Regions from separate parts of the Mus musculus genome. Here region 1 is linked to region 2. The links are chromatin contacts, called in public ChIA-PET maps. All regions are on one chromosome and are shown on one strand. Each heading gives the region's core, a stretch centred on a gene start, on an enhancer-like site or on the middle of the called end of the contact. The rest is flanking DNA. Distances are from core to core; before and after follow the strand shown.

Region 1 (5,490 bases), core at 1,599-4,098, 210 kb after region 2:
GAACTATCACTGCTGGATAGGGGCAGAAGTCAAAGGCCATGCATGAGGGCTCTTAGACACAGGCTGATTTTTTTCCTACTGGGGCCAACTGTGACCTAGGGATGGCTAGGGAGTGTGTCACCATGGGGCACAGTGGACCAAAATCTTCAGGTCCTACTTGCTTGTCTTTTTGCCTCAGTGAAGCATGAGCGTGCCAGGGTCAAATTTCGGAGTTTCTGGCCAGTGCCAGGCCTAGCGCTCCATCAGTGATGTGCCACCCTGCGGCTGCTGTCAGCACTCCTCTGCCACCCAGGCTGCGGCCATGCAGGCTAACTCTGAGGCTAGCTGGGAGATTCTGCCTCAGATCCTTAATGGAGCCATGTGTCTTCGTCATCTCTAGCAGCATGTGGTCTCCAAAGTGAGCAGGATAAAGCACAGGCACACAGACTAGTGACTCTCTCATGGTTGGGGAGGCGGGCTCCAATTAGCTGGAGTTCTAGCACAGCGCTCCAGGTCTGTGGTCACGTGACTGTCAGAGGGATCGGCTCCTGAAACGTTGGCTTGGCGCTTCTGGCTGTCCTCCAAGCTTAGTGACAGGCCTACTGTCTATGCCTCAATCCCGGACACACAGGCCTGCTGGAGGCTTTCCCCCGAACACAGAAGCCCCTTCTCCCAGGATGTATGCAATGCCGAAGAGTGGGAGCGAGCACCCCAAGCAGAAGTCACAGCCCTGTGTAACGGAAACTTCTCTCTCAGATTCCATTTGCTGAGAGGTGAACTCGGAGCACAGCCCACACCCAGGGTTACTTCTAGGTCATGGGACCATCTTAGGGGCCACCCACCATACCATGGCGTTTTGTTTGAGACCTTCTCTTCTTCCTCTTGGTAAATATCCTATCCCTTAGGTGATGCAAGGAAGCATGGCCAGGAGAACAGGTTAGAATTTGTTGCATTTCTCTGTGCAAAGAACAGGCCAAGCAAAGAATTGTTGCTAATTTTCAAGTCTTAAAAGTTTCGTTTTCAGATGATATTTTGCTCATGTTTTTTTCTCTCTCTCCCAACCCCTCCCCCACCTTTCTACCTGCTCAACTTTATGTTTCTCCCTCCCTCCCTCCCTCTCTTTCTCTCTCAAAAATAAAAAAAAAAAAATTGAAACAAATGATTATTATCCTGGGGTGTGAGGTTGGCGTGTTCTTTGATGGTGGCCTTAGTCATGGAGCATCTGCCCTTAACTTCCCAGCTCTCAGGGCGCTGAGACTGAGACCAGCCACCAGCTAGTGGGGAGGGGCCTGATGAGCTCTTCTAGGCTGGGGAAGTGAGCCTACTGAAGGCAGATTAGAGTATATGTAAAGGCAGGGTTGTTGGATAAGTTCACTGTTCCCAAGGAACTAGGCCATGGAAGTCACCACGGGAAAGGGAGACAGAGGGGAGGGGGAAGAGGGGGAAAAAAAAGCACCTTTACACAGAGAGGGAGAGAAGGAAGAAAGGCAAGAGACCAGAAAGTCTGCAGTGTACAGGGCAGAGCCTCGGAGGAGAAGCCCAGCCCCTGGGCTGGAAACTTCAGGATGGCGAGCAGTATGGTACGCAAGGGAGGGGACTGAGGGATGCTGGGAGAACTTTGCCACCAGGTCTGCTAACTATGCACCTCACTGTTTGTCTGGGGTCTGAATCACAATCAGGCCTAACACCTCCTGCTTATTTCTGACCCCCAAGAGCTCTGAGCACACACCTCCTATTGAAACTGGGGCCTAATTCATTTCTTACAACATCTTAGCCAAGATTAATTGGCACCCTCTCTGCAGACTTAGGCAGGCCCTGTTGTGACAGCTAGAGTAGACAGATGTGTTACTTTAAGCCCTGATGGCTTATTTACTGACCCAGGCAGGGTGGGGCGTGGTGCCCGGGATGGACCTGGTGTTACACAGATAAGGAACCTAAAGGTGACCAAGAGAATTCTGAGTAGAAAAAAGTCCCAGGCAGCTCACACACAGGAGGAGCCAGCCCTAAACTGCAGTCCTAAGCCAGACACGTCAGGGCCTCTTTTATGGTACCAACTCCCCTGGCACGTCAGTTAAGTTAGCCTGTACTGGCCAGGAGTGAGTCAGGCAGAGACAAGGCTGCCTGACAGCAGAACTGACCCCTCTCCCTTCTGCAAACCATCCTAGCCAATGACATATGTTCCACACTAGCTACCCTCACAGACACCCATCTGTTCCTCCCCCGGGCCCTGCACACCTGCTCCAGAATCGTTCAGTTGGCCTTATCACGGACACCTGTCAGAGCAAGGTGTCCCGTTATCTCCTGCCTGTAAGGTGTCCTGTGTGTGTCTGCTCTTGCTTACCCCTTACCCCCCCTCCCCCCAATACTTTCTGCTTATCTTCCTAGATACTCTGGCCTTAGGCGGTTCTAGAAGTATCTGGGCCAGCCTTTCAGAATAGTAAGGGTGGGGTGGGGTGGGGCGAGGGCCATGGGGGTGGTAAGGGCAGGAACTCTTTTTATCTGTTTTGTTCTGGCTGCATCACAGGACCTCAGAGAAAAGTCAGTGCAAATACCCTTGCTGCTCTCAGCATACTTCTTGGCCAGGAAACACCCCTCCTCTCCCCCACTGCACCCTGCACACCTGTCAAATCTAGAAACGTCTGGGGCTCGCCCCAGGGAGGAAGAGGCTGAGTGGGAGGAAACTTTATTCAGTGAGGAAGGACCTTGTGTACTGGGCTGGCTTCTGATAAATGATGTGTGGTTATTTCCAGCCTGAGAGAGAGAAATTCTTAGAGAGCGCTTTTGTTTAGAAGGTTTGGTCTGTGCATTCCCCCACCCCCACCCCATCCTGAGGGCTGTGACTAATCGTGAACAGGCTTCATTTTGTTTAGAGAGACTCTCAGGACTTCCTGGTAGGAGGCTCCATAGCATTTTCCTGCATGTGAGGCCCTGGAAAGCCAGAACTGGGCCAGCACCACAAGAGAGATGTACCACATCATAGAGTGTCTCAGCCCTTTGGTGCCCACTGACGTGCCCTGGTGCCCACTGACATGCCCGCTTCATCATTTTGAGCTCTGCTCTCATCTCCATCATCCCAGAGCTCCCTGTCCCAGGAGGGCAGCTGTGTAGTCTGTGCTGGGGGAAGGGGCTAATCAAACCTCCAGTGTGCTACCCACCATTTGCCTCTAGACTCTTGTCACAGACAGTCCCACACACCTATGTGTCCCCAGCATTGAAACCCTGCCGGGCCTAAAGGGAGTCTTTGCATGGACTGGACAGTTTGAGCTTCATGTTTCCAGGAGATAAGCTCTCATGTCATGGGTGGGAACCGAGGCTGAGCTGGCAGTTGCTTTGCTTGTCCTCTGGTGTGACCAGGCTAGCCTGACCCCAGGGTAGGCAGGCCCCTGTCAGACTTCGGTCTTGGCTACTTGTCTCTATCTAGTTTGCATGCAAGGAACAAGCTAGAATGCTGAAGAGTAGCTCTTTGACCTGCTTACTTTTGACAAACTTCTCACCCTTCAAAGTTTCACTGAAATGACCTTATTTATTTATTTATTTATTTTTAAGTGAAAAGTTTTAATTTGAAACTTTAAGAACAAAATGAAGAAAAGCTCCTGATCACTAAACTTCATTAATTAAAATTTGTTAATTGTATTTATTGTGCATATGTGCGCACACACGAACACATATGACTTGGTACATGTGTGTGTGTGTGTGTGTGTGCACACGCGCGTGTGTACGTGGAGGTCAGAGGGTAATGCATACGATTCTTCATAGGATTCTTTTCTCCCCTTTGCCTGTGTGGGTCTGGGGAGTTCTGTCTCAGGCCACCAAGCATCTTTCCCCATTGAGCCAGGCATCTTGCCAGCTTTAATTTTTATATATTTAGTGGCAATAACCACCATGGCTAGACCCTAAGGGACCCACTGATAAGCCTTCAGGAGTGGTTTTATGTTTGAACCTAGTAAAGTATTAATACAAATGCAGCCTTAAGCAGGGGCCACCTGCTGAGTGTCCTCAGCCCTGGGCTGGTTTCTGCCAGACCCTGGGGGTTTGGGTTTAGAGGACAGAAAGCCCTGGCTCCTAACCTGCAAACCTGACACTGGTTTGCATTTTTCACTTGGCAGGCTGCTGTCCTGGACCCAGAAGGGGTCTCATTTGCAGTCTGGTAGTGAGATGAGTTAAAAGCCACCAAATTTGAGGGTTAAGATGCCTGGAGCCCCATGCTATTTAAAGCAGTTTTTTGTTTTGCCATCTGGTCATACAATGCACTGTTTAGTTGAAGATGCTAAATTCTGGCTCAGAGAATGGCTGTGTTCCCCGAGAGATGGCCTCCCTAGCTGGGTGGGGCACCCATGGTAATGAACTTCTTAACCCTCATGCCCCCATATACCCTTAGCTTTCACCCCCTTTTCTCACCTCCAAAAAAAATCTCCAGAACTTTTTGATCTAAAAACTGGCCACGGTAGACACTTAATTCAGCACATGGTGGATATGGGTTACCCTATATTAATTTTAGGTTTTCCTAGATATATTTACATCTTACTGCCTTATTAATTTCCAGGATGTCAGTCAAGAATGAGTTAAACTTGTAAAGCCTCTTAGCATAGCCCCTCCCTCTCTCCCTCCATCCATTTCCTGTTTATGTAAGGTGAGAATTTTATATGGAGTGAATTTTATATTAATGGCTGTAAATTAAGGCTTGACTAATCCGATTTGTAGTTGGCCAGCCAACTGCATGCTCCCAGAGAGTGAACATTTTCAGCTCTATGGATCACATTGTCTGTATGACTACCATTCACCCATGATAGCAGCTGAATTGCTCCTGCATTCAGGTGAATGCTTACCCTGTACCAATAAAACTGCACTGAAACCCGTGGGCATCAGAGTGGCCCTTGCGCTCTGGTTTGCAGCTGTAGCTGTACTATTACATATTGTCAGATGTGTAGTATACCCTGTAGCCAATGAATGCTTTTACTGTGGGACCTTGAAGTGACTCTTGGTGACGTATGACAGTGATGGGAATAGACTCTTTTTTTTCCCTAGAGCTGAGGACCGCAAACCCAGGGCCTTGCGCTTGCACTGAGCTAAATCCCCAACCCCCGGGAATACAGACTCTTGAGTCACCTCTAGTTGAAGCCCTAGATTCTCACAACCCACTAGGGCAGCCTTCTCCACCAGCTACCAAAGGCCAAGTGCTAACACTCACTTGTGTCTCACAGGAGAACCACAAACAGGAAGTGCACCCAAGAATGCAGCTATGATTGATTGGCTGGGTGAGACTGACCACCCACCCAGCCCAGTAGCTGCCCTGGTAGACCCAACAGCACCTCTGTGGGTGGTAGTGTGGGTCATTCTGTAATTCCTGAGCACTCCATATGTAATTTTTGCAAGATCCAGTATAGAATCTTAAAAATAAGTTTTAACTTCCAGAAAGAAGAGCTTAATTTGCCCGTGGAAGTTTTGTGTTTGGATCCATTTGCTCTCATCAGAGATTAAAGTGAGGTCAGGCAGGAATGTCCCTTCCTGTTC
Region 2 (5,502 bases), core at 1,297-3,796:
AGCCCCTGCCAGCCTCTTGAGGTCCCTTTTATAGGAGAGATGAGAGAGTCGGCTGTTATGCAGTGTCAGAAAGATACAGTAAAATGGAAGGAACAGGGTAAGGATATTATACATCATGTAAACGGAGTCACAACTTTAGTGTTGGTGGAAAAACATGCTTTGCAGTTTACATCAGATCTAAAAAACAGGAATTTATCCTTAACTACAAATAGAAACCCTAACTTACAAGGACTTAACACAGGACAAACAGGAACTTGTTCTTTTTCTTTTTCTTTTTTTTTTTTTTATTTTTCAAGACAGGGTTTCTCTGTGTATCCCTGGCTGTCCTGGGACTCACTTTGTAGACCAGGCTGGCCTTGAACTCAAAAATCCACCTGCCTCTGCCTCCTGAGTGCTGGGATTAAAGGCGTGAGCCACCACTGGCCTAGGAACTTGTTCTTTAACTACAAACAGAAACGTCAAACTGCCCAGGACAAACAGGAACTTAGTCTTAACTGTCTTAACTGTAAACAGAAACCTTAACCTGTACTGTAGATTGTTCTTGTTTTAGTCTCGCACTCTCTCCAGAGCCTCTGGCTTCAAAGGTTCTGTTTTGAAGCAATAGATTAAATGTATATCTTGATCTTGTTATCATTTTTCAGATAAGTCTCATATGGTCCAAGCTGACCTTGAAGTCGATATGTAAACAAGGGTGACTTTGGTACCCAGCCTCTACTTACTGAGAGCTACTATTATAAGAACAATCCACCATGCTCAGCTTATGCGGTGCTGACATCCAACCCAGGGCTTTCTGCATCCCAGGCAAGCATCCTACCAACTGACCTACATCCCGACCTATGGTTTGGTTTGGTTTAGTTAACAGGGTCTTACCGTGGTGTATCCTACAACTCACTGTATAGACCAGGATGACCTGAAACTCATAAAGATCTGCCTACTTCTGCCTCCTGAGGGCTGGGATTAAAGCCGTGCACCACAATGCCAGGCTACGTTTCTAAATGTAAATATCTTGCAGACTATTTTGTGAATTGGAGCATGCTGTTCTTTCACATAATTTTTAACGCAGTCATGCCTCCTGTCATGATGGGGATATGTCCTAAGAGTGTGCCATTAGGAGATTTTTGTCATTGGGGAAACATCATGGGTTGTAGTTATAAAACACTAAGAGGTTACCGCCTCTGGCAAACCTAAGGGGTAGAGTACAGCCTGTAGGTCCTGGCTACGTTATCTTCACAGCATGCTACTGTGTTGAAGACTGCAGGCAGATGTCACCCAGTGGCAAGCATTTGTCTATCTAAATGTATGTCAACATACAAAGATCCAGTAAGAACACAGTGAAAGATGTTAAAACAGCATTTCTATATAAGGCACTGACATAGAACAGAGTGTATAGAGATGAAGTTGGCTCTGGGTTACAGTGAACAGCTAACACAGGAGAGATGCTTCACCCATTAAGAAGACTTGTCACTCTTGCAGAAGATACTGGTTCAGTTCCCAGAGCCCGAGTGACAGCTCACAACTATCTGTAACTCCAGTTCCAGGGGATCCAGTGTGAAGGCCCAGGACAGCACCGTGAACCTCTGCAGACCAGACACGCTGTGTGTTTAACTACACTAAACACACACACATGCACACACACACATTGTGCTTTAACATACTTTATATGGTTTTTAAACATAAGCACACCATATAAAGCATTTTCTTTATATCTTTATTCTATAAGCTTTTTTTCCACATTATTTTTAAACTTTTTAAGTTAAAACTGTAGGACCCAAAGACACCGTTTGGCCTTGGCCTCCCCCACCCCGGGATGAAGGTCATCACTGCCACTGTCTAACTGTGTTGCTTCTTGCCTCACCCTACAAGGTCTCCAGGGATGGCGGCATGGCGCTGTCCCCTCCAATGGAGGCAGTGCTTTCTTCCGTATCTTTCCTGGCAGGCAGGCATTACCTGTTACAGACTGCATTCCTGTTCCTTTGCTCCGGTTCCTGATTACTCTGTTCAACAAAGATTTTTTGTGAGTGCAGAACATTGTCCTCTCTATCAGTAACAGCCCGTTCTGTCCTCTCTATCAGTAACAGCCCGTTATTGTCCTCTCTATCAATCAGTAACAGCCCGTTCTGTTGGGTGCTTCTGATAAATGCACTGTCGGTTTCCTGGCAGGTTCTTCTGTTTTATCTCCTACAGTCTCTCCCCCCCCCAGCCCCCACTTCTTCAGTGACGTATGCCCTGGTGCTTGGATCTCAGATGCCCACCATTGACTTAAGCATAACTGTGTCTCATGTAACCACACTCGGTTTGCTAATTGTGAGGGAAAACTAAACTCAGTGCTAACAAAAGCTCAGCTCTTACTAAGTAGAAAAATATGAATTCATTAGATTTAGGCTTTATTAAATAGTGCAAGGGTTTTTTGACCTCTTCTGAGGCACTCAGGATAAGTTTATCACCTCAGTTAAGAGGAAGTTAGACACAGTCTCCTGGGCTTGGATATGTGCTAGAGGTAACATTGACTCCTGTATCCAGGTTATGTTTCTGCATTCCTCTATCCCTTGGTTCATAGCATTGGATCTGTGGGTTCTCTTGTTCATTGTCAAATCAAAGGACACAATCATGCTTTTGAGAGCAGTGACCTTTGCCTGCACTGGATCCCCTGGAACGGGAGTTACAGATAGTTGTGAGCTGTCACGCAGACGCTGGGAACTGAACCAGGGTCTTCTGCAAGAGCAACAAGTTCTCTTAATTGAATACAGAAAGTTTAAATTGTTGTGGTTTTATGGTCACTGTTTTACAAAAGACAGGGCATAAGATGACTTATAATTTTTCTGAGACATGTCAGCCAGGGCTCCAGCAGCAAAGCAGAGCCACCAGGATGATTACACACACACACACACACACACACACACACACACACACACTCACTCACTCACTCACTCACACACGTGAGAGAGATAACACCTAAATAAACAAACACACATATGTATGGATTATGATTATAGCCACACACATGTATGTGTTGGTTATACCTATCCCTATATGCACACGTACACAGCTATAAAGATGCAAATTACTTATTTATATTAAGAGTGTGATTGCAGAATTGGCTTACCAGGTCTGTGAGCTAGATAAACCTGCCTCAAGTCCACAACAGGACAGACCTTGGGAAGGACATGATGAAACTGGTGGGCACAGCCTGACCCTGAAGCCCATGTAGGGATTGAGTCCATCCACCCAGATCACCTTGGGAAATCTCACTGAAAACCAGCATGGTCTGTAAAATGTCTTCAGAGCAATCCCTCTGTCAGAGTGTGATGGGCCTGTGAGGACTGTGACCTACCCAAGTTTTTAATGAAGCTGCATCACAGGTGCTCATGTGCTTGACCCTTCTAAGGAAGCCCAACAGTGGACCATGGTGCAGAGAGCCAGAAGAATAAGTGTGGATCACTTCTGTAAATTTGTTTGTTTGTTTGTTTTTGTCAGGGTTTCTTTGTATAGCCCTGGCTGTCCTATAGATCAGTCTGTAGACCAGGCTGGCCTCAAGCTCAGAGATCTGCCTGCCTCTGCCTCCCTCAGGAGTGCTAGGACTAAGGGCATGTGCTACCACCATTGGCATTATTTGGTCTTTTTTGTTATTCTGTCTTTTGTTTTCCATAGCTGAGGACTGAACCCAGGGCCTTAAGCTTTCCAGACAAGTTCTCTACCACTGAGCAAAATCTCCAACCCTATACTTGTGTAACTTTTTAAAGGCATATAAATCAGATGGGGTTACACACACCCATAAACATGATAGGCCTGAGCACACAGAAAGCTTAAACAGAGCCCGTCTGGGATACATAGTGAGTCCAAGCCCAAACTGTACTACAAGATGAGACCTTGTCTTGGAAAAGTTTACATATTCCAAATTTTTAAAAGCAAAATGAAATGCTATAGAAATCGTTGGTGATTGTAAGATCCCGCTCAAGAGAAGGCGACGCAGGGAAAGCAAGCTGTGTAAATGGACGGTAGTTGTCTCCCTCGGTTCAGCTGACGTCTGTTCCAGAGGTTCGGAAGGGCAGTGTAAGGATCCAGGGAGTCTTGGCAGCTGTAAGGCCATGATTAACACATAGGTGATATCTGTGCAAAATGCCAGCCTTCCATGTCGCTAATCAGAGAAAACCCCATAAACCCCTGTGGGAGACAAGCTGGCCAGCAGTGAGCATGGAACTATTGCAGTGGGGAGGGGTATCTGTCTGGCTTCTCCCAAAGCAGCTCTCCCTCTTGACAATATTTCAGCACCAGCAGAGTTTCTGCACTGGCCCACAGAATCATCCCAAAGATTTCTGTTGCCTCACCCAGCACTCGAGAGACTAAGGCCAGAGTAAGGCTTAATCCCAAATTTGACCTACTTAGACCTTATCTCCACCCCAGCGCCCCCCCAAAAAATCCAGTGTCTGGAAATGGATGTATAGAAAGATGACATCTTGTTAGATAGGAATCAATTACAATGAGTTGGTTTCAATAAAGACGTTCTTAAAAAGCATTCAGGTAAGTTGTGGCTATGGTGGGAGGAGAGTTTCAGGGATTTTTTTTTTCCTTTGAATCCATGTGCCTTGTATTTCTTTTTCAGGAATGAATTTCCTTTTAGACATTTAAGAATAAAACATTGGTGCTGGAGAGATGGCTCAGTGGTTAAGAGCTCTGACTGAGCTTCCAGAGGTCCTGAGTTCAATCCCAAGCAACCACTTGGTGGCTCACATGGTATCAGATGTCCTCTTCTGGTGTGTCTGAAGACAGATACAGTGTATACATATATATAAAATAAATAAATCTAAAAGCAGCTACAGTGTACTCAGATAGATAGATAGATAGATAGATAGATAGATAGATAGATAGAATAAATAAGTCTAAAAAAAAAGAACAAATATTTCCCACTGTTAAAAAATGAGAGAGAGAGAGAGAGAGAGATTACCCTAGAATTGTGTGTGTATCTGAGTATCTGCATGATTTTCGGGGACTAGCCAAGAAAACAAGCATTTGTATACAAGTCCCTATCACTGCAGGGAGGACCTGGGCAGCTATGAGGTCTGTAGTTTCACAGGAATGATGTCGAGTTATCAATTCATAGAGGCTTCTAGATGTTGATGGTCGCTGTGTTTTACTCAAAAACTTAAACCAGTCCAGTTCAGCCCCGAGAGTTTTCCACCGCACCCTAGGATGCCTTTGGGCACGGTTTAGAAACTGAAATCCTTTGCATTCAAACAAGCCTCTTGTTGAATGTTCAGAATAATGTGATTGCAAATCCCCCAAACACTCTCAAGATCAAACCAGACCCTTCTAGACCAGGGGTTCTCAACCTTCCTGAAGCTGCCACCTTTTAATGTAAGTCCCTCATGTTGTGGTGACCACCACCACCCCACCCCAACCTACCCCGGACCCCAGCCATGCAAAATTATTTCCGTTGCTACTTCATAAATGTAATTTTGCTGCTGTTATGAATGGCAAAGTAAATATCTGGGTTTTGTGGTGTCC

The links. ChIA-PET counts read pairs in DNA pulled down with a chosen protein or histone mark.
Region 1: an SMC1A ChIA-PET map of the G1E-ER4 cell line shows a contact between it and region 2, with 15 read pairs. The contact joins two enhancer-like sites. A contact is called at or near these places in 1 of 15 datasets of contacts at CTCF or cohesin (the G1E-ER4 cell line), 2 of 484 Hi-C or Micro-C datasets (both in embryonic stem cells), 2 of 115 datasets of contacts at active chromatin or transcription factors (differentiating embryonic stem cells and extraembryonic endoderm stem cells) and 2 of 9 other capture datasets (adipose tissue and pancreatic islet).

What each region holds. Positions count from the first base shown.
Region 1 is chr17:12,203,208-12,208,697 of GRCm38.p6, forward strand. All of the region lies in intron 3 of Agpat4 (1-acylglycerol-3-phosphate O-acyltransferase 4 (lysophosphatidic acid acyltransferase, delta)), which reads left to right. Among named protein-coding and RNA genes, the nearest start is that of Gm46605, 59 kb to the right of the region's middle. RefSeq lists an enhancer at 744-2,540. Within about 2 kb of position 2,849, at least 149 of the 459 cell types and tissues checked have an H3K27ac peak or open chromatin away from gene starts, as enhancers often do. A contact at or near this core is called in the G1E-ER4 cell line, where this site is marked.
Region 2 is chr17:11,994,480-11,999,981 of GRCm38.p6, forward strand. All of the region lies in intron 9 of Prkn (parkin RBR E3 ubiquitin protein ligase), which reads left to right. The region is part of intron 1 of Gm46604 (a long non-coding RNA gene); the gene reads right to left. Among named protein-coding and RNA genes, the nearest start is that of Gm52293, 34 kb to the right of the region's middle. Within about 2 kb of position 2,547, at least 17 of the 459 cell types and tissues checked have an H3K27ac peak or open chromatin away from gene starts, as enhancers often do. A contact at or near this core is called in the G1E-ER4 cell line, where this site is marked.